2 separate regions of the Mus musculus genome follow, and region 2 is linked to region 1. A link is a contact called in public promoter capture Hi-C data. All regions are on one chromosome and are shown on one strand. The core of a region is the stretch at or near the end of the contact, and the rest is flanking DNA. Distances in the headings are between cores, read along the strand shown.

The links. Capture Hi-C pulls out chosen DNA fragments and counts their contacts.
Region 2: a promoter capture Hi-C map of liver shows a contact between it and region 1. The contact joins the promoter of Ifih1 here to the promoter of Dpp4 in region 1. A contact is called at or near these places in 7 of 39 promoter capture datasets (the 3T3-L1 cell line, the HPC-7 cell line, hippocampal neurons and 3 more), 1 of 484 Hi-C or Micro-C datasets (B cells), 3 of 115 datasets of contacts at active chromatin or transcription factors (the SCID.adh cell line, effector CD8 T cells and memory CD8 T cells) and 2 of 9 other capture datasets (adipose tissue and liver).

Annotation. Positions count from the first base shown.
Region 1 is chr2:62,410,822-62,413,543 of GRCm38.p6, forward strand. Dpp4 (dipeptidylpeptidase 4) reads right to left here and starts at 1,410. Exons shown (of 26, transcript NM_010074.3): 1 at 965-1,410; 2 at 394-478. The coding sequence starts at 970.
Region 2 is chr2:62,644,911-62,647,610 of GRCm38.p6, forward strand. Ifih1 (interferon induced with helicase C domain 1) reads right to left here and starts at 1,345. Exons shown (of 16, transcript NM_027835.3): 1 at 568-1,345. The coding sequence starts at 1,020.

The DNA.
Region 1 (2,722 bases), core at 160-2,659:
CATTCCCCACTCCACTTAAGACATTCTTATTGCCTCATTGCTATGCTTTGGGTCTTCAAAAGCTGCCTTATTTCCTTGGAAGCTCTACAATCAACAGTCTTCTAAAATCAATTTGAGGTTAAGATACTTTCCGTTGAATTTAATAAAAAGAAGCCGCGCCTCTTTCCCAGTGTCAGGAAGTGTGTATTTGTTATACACAACAAAACGAGGAAGCCTCAAGGCCTAAACACTGGAGCCCCCAGAAGCAGCAAATACATTTAGAGACACTTACCAGTCTCTTCAGCCATAACCCAGCACAGGGGTCAAGGCCCCCCAATAAACTGAGCTCGCTTTGAGAGCCGCCTGACCCCGTCTCCAACCACCCTCTCTTTTTAAGATGTTGCAAGGTTCTACCTTTGCTCAGCAGAACTATTGGCACGGTGATGATGGTGACAAGCGCAGCGACACCAAGCAGTCCCAGAAGAACCTTCCACGGTGTCTGCAAGCAGGTCAGATTGCAAACAATTAGAGGGGAAGTCTTTGTTCCTCTCTGCGAAGAGGGTTGGGACTTAGGCCCCTTCAGAGGCAGAGGAGTTTGCAGGTGCACTAGTAGACCTGAGGGGTTTGGCGTTCACTCAGGCAGAAGCCCTTGAATTTTGGCCCTGAGCATGATCTTATGATCTTGTTGGCTTCTCTCCTCCCACCCACCCGTCTGATGCCAAATGAGAGTGCCGCGTGCGTTCCACGGGTGACCGTCCCCGACTTCCAAGGCTCAGTGCCTGGGTCCCAGTAGGACACGCCAGAGATCTAAGCCAGTTCCCGGGACGGACGTGCCTTCACCTGTGAGGGTGGCCCCGTGGCTTCCGCCTAATGGCAGCTCCTGGTTGCCTCCAGGAAAACTGGGGCAGTTTGGAGAGAATCTGTCTAAACACCACCCACAACCCGACCCTCTGGTCCAGGGAGGTGCGACGCGGGGTGCACTCACCTTCATGGTCGGGCGGCTCCTTGAAACTGAACTCTGAAGCTTGAGCGCAGGCAGAAGTCACTGCGCGCAGAGACGGACGTCCTGCGCGGCTGCTCTGCACGCAGTCACCCTGAGCTCGCCGCCAAGTTTCGGCCTGAGTTAAACATTAGTTAGCGCAAGGCGGGCTTCGGTGCACAGTGTGAGCGCGGGGCAGCCGACCCAGCGCGGTAGGACCACTAGGCGAGCCAGGAAGTAGCACGCAGGGCCCCCATGAGTGAGGGATAAGGGGAACAGCGAACCCCCTTTGCTAAAAGAGACATTGCACATTGAGGTTTAACTGTTGCTCCCTTGCGTGGATAATCGAGGCAGCTGAGGTTCAAGCAGGCATGGAGTTTGGCAGATTCACGGCTCACTGCAGAAACTAGCTGCCAGTTCTCTTGTCCCCTTCCCTGAGAGGTCTGTCAGTCTGAGAGAAGGGGTTGGGTGTCCCATGTTATCTGGCTGGCAAAGAAAGAGAAAAGGTGATTGTTCCCTTTTGAATGACACTTCAGGTTGGATATCTGTATTAATCCTCCCTGGGGAATGTTCACTTGCTTTGCCGGAGTCCCTCCCCCCGCAAAAAAGTAACCCTACCGCTTCTTAAGTGGGAAGTTACTTTAAGCATTGTTCTACTCGATTACTGTGTTATTTTATAGGGAGGAAGATTATGCACAACAACATCAAGTCATTCCATGAACTCACTCAGCCACGATGCTATGGAGTTAATACTGAAGCCACTGGACCTTAGTCTTTCATGTCTCCACAATTTGAGGAAGTATATTTCTTTATAAATAGACTAAGGCGCATGCACATGCGCTTGCACACACACACACACACACACACACACACACACACACACACACACACACACACGTCCTCTTAATTATGTATCCCAAGTGTCTGTTTCTACCTCCCTCTCCTACACCTGAAGAAGTTGAGTCAAGACTCAGTGGAGCCTTGAGCCAGAGCTGAAGAGCGCAGTCTAAAAGACCTATAGCGAACAGTATCAGAAGGCTCATCACTGTCCATTGCTGTCAGCCATTCCGGCTCTCAACAAAAGTAATAACCACACCAGCCATGGCCTTAACCTGGAAGCCTGCACCAAGGGTCATTGGATGCATCTACAGAACGGATCATCTTGTTCTCTGGGATTAATTCTTCCTTGTATACACAGTTATTTTCCCACGCTCTGCACATTTTGCGAGTTTTCATTGTACCCGCCTTTTGATGGTGTTTTAAATAAATCCCTAATGAGTCGGCTAGTCAATATATTAGCTACCACTTGAGTTGGCATAGATGCTCTAACCAATCATTTCTGTCCCCACACAGAATGTTCTGTTCCTTAGGGAGAGTTCCTGAGCAGGGCTTTGATATAGCAGCTCCCCCACAGGAGCTGTCATCTTCCTTTGCTAAAGAATGATGCTTCACCTTCCACTGTTCTTTGGTTAGAGGGGACTCTCCATAAAGCCACTGAAAGTGTTGAGGGAGAGACATTACCACAGTGGGAGAAGGCACGGCAGAATCCAGGTTCTCTGAATCTGTGCCCATGTTTGCCTAGTGGGATCTGGTGAGGCTTGTCTCTTCCACAAACACATGCCATTTCCATCTTAAAGTCCAATGTGTTTGCGTCTGCCAACTTCATCATTTGATGATTAGGTTAAACTTTGTTCGTTGTAGAGAACTCATTTGGGTAGTTAGTTGATGATATCTCTTAAAGTGAATCTTCTAAACAAGAATATA
Region 2 (2,700 bases), core at 95-2,594, 230 kb after region 1:
TCTACAAACTCTAAGACATGGAAGGGGGACATTGGGAACCTGGTAATAAATATTTTAGCCTTATAGGCCATATTACCCACACCCAACCGTGAAAAGGCAACTATAAAAAAGTATATAATAAGCACTAAGGACGAGAGTTCCAATAAAACTTTATCAACACTTACAATTGAAAAATCAGACAGCTAAAGAACATTCTTAGTTTCTGGTTCTTAAAATACGAATAGAAGGCTAGATGCAGCGGGTGGGCCATAGCTTACTGGCTGACATACTGAGGAATAGGTAAAACTAAATCATAAAATTCAGTATCACCTGGAATTGATTAATCATAATGATGGCAAGGCCGCTTCTGTTCTTCCTGGGAGACCAAGAATGAATTGTTTAACTTACCTTGTTTTTCTCATCTGTTAAATGGACTCCCTGTGGGTTATTTTGAACAATTATACAAGATGGGGAGGTTGCGCTGACAGAAGTCAAAAGCCGCCCTCTAGGGAAAAAATGTACAAGCAACCCTGCTTCCTGCTTCCCAAAATCTTCCAGAAACCTGTCTCCGACTACATTGACACCTACCCGATTTCTGTCTTCGACTGTCAATAGTCCCTTCTCGAAGCAAGTGTCCAAGACATCGTTAATCAGAAGTTTGTCCACCAAAGTGGGCTGGAGGAGGGTCAGCAAGTGGAGACACTCGTCATGGGCAGTCTCAGAGGAAGGAGAGGGCAGATCAGTGAGTGTGGGTTTGACATAGCGCGCGGCTAGGGGATTGCCACTGTGCTCTAGGGCCTCCACGAACATCTGCGTCCATCCCAGAGGCCATTGTCCCTGCTCCAAGGTGCTCAGCAGCAGTTCTGCCGCGCTGGTGTTACCACAGGTGTTGATCTTTTTAAGAATCTGCTCTTTGGTTTCTGCAGACAGAAAGATGAGGTGGTCCAGCACTGGCTCCACCTGAATGTACATTTTCAGCCTGGGCCTGAAGAATAAGATGAGATTCCTGAAGCTGTCCTCTGCAGAACAGACAATCGACATCGTGAGGTCTCAGGAAATGGGAGAGGAGTCTCCCGGGCGGGCGGGGCGGGCGGGAGGACGATCCTCAGGTGGCAGTGAATGTGTCCCCGCCTGAACTGCCTGAGAGCCGCAGGTACCAAGTAGCCTCCGAGCACCGGATCGATCGGTGGCACCCGGCAGGGGGCAGACGAGCCAGGACAGCGCTGCAACTGGTGGGCACAGACCCGGGACCGCTCTCGCTCTGCGGCCGCTGGGACGTTCACCCTCAGGGAGCTTTAAGTATTGCCTTCCACCCACAGATCGGTTTCTGTTTCGATTCTCTTCTCCAGACTTTCCTAACGTCAACTTCCGGGCCAGAGAATAAGTTTCGTGAGGGTGGAGGAGGCCTGTGGAAGCGGCGGGTTAGGTGAGGACTTTGGTCAAGAGCACCGTGAGAAAGTGAGAAACAGGAAAGGGAACGCGAATTCTTCCTTGTGTTGAGAAAGCAAGCGGTACTCTGCACTATTTTATTTAAGGATACTTTTGTCTTCACCGCTGGGTGCCGCTTAGAAGACTGTACTCACTTGTCAGTTAATAGGGAGAGGGCGAGGAAGGTCTTGGGGGAAAGGAAGAATTGCCCCTAAGCCTTGATGTGAAAATTGAGTTATTCTCATTTGTGGGGATCAAGGGGTGGGGGTGGGGGTGGGGCAGACAAAGAGAGGTTCCAGACCTCCAGGGGGCGTTTCTGCATCCATCCTACCATAAACTTCCCGCCCAGTGGGGTCCCAAAAACTAATTTGTTCCTCCAAGAACGGGGGCTTAAGTATGAAAAAGTGAACTACTCTCAACAGCTTTATTTTCTCATGCTTTGTTTGGCGGTGTAATATTTATTCAGCTTTGACCGGGGCCTGCCTAATGACAGATGCATGCTGACTTTAGCCACCAACTGAGTTTAGGAGGAAGCCAAGACTGAAGGCTTCCTAACTCCCAGTATGCAAGGTCCCTGTATTCTCTAGTAGACAACTCTCTTACAATAAAACAAAAACAAAACAACAATACAAAACCCTCAACAACTTATTTTTTATATAGCTGCCATTCTTTTCTTGGACTGATTACAACACGTTTTGGCTGAAGCATCTAGTAACTTAATTAGCAACTAATGCACTGCCTTGGAGTAAACATTACCATTTGTCTATGTCATGGGAGGGAGAAAAGAGGCGTTCAGAGTGAGAAATAAAGACAGCAGCTTTGTTTCAGTACAGAAAGAGCATAAAAGAGAGTCTGTAGGTTGCCGTCCCCCAAGCAGGCAACTAGACCACCAGCTATGGAGGAACATTAACACTTTGAAAAGAACTTCCTGGCCCAGAATCCTATGGAGAATAGAAGCTATCAGATAGTCACGTTTAGAAAAATTAATCTTTTAGAGGAGATATTCACTGAAATCTGGGGAGGCCAGGGAGGCCTGGGATTCTTTGAAAACAGTAGGAGAGCTGCAAGATTTTCATGAACCTCGTGACAGCGTTCAAAATAACCAGAGCAGCACTTTATGCCATGCCCTCCTGTTAGTCTCTAGTTACGATTACAAACCTGAGATCCACTCTAAACGATTGTAAGCTGCACTCTGTAAAACGTTTTAGGAGTACCAAGTCATGCTGATTCCTGCCTGGAATGGGCGTTCTGGGCTGAACACAGAGGCAGGACTTTGTCAAACACACAGGTGAA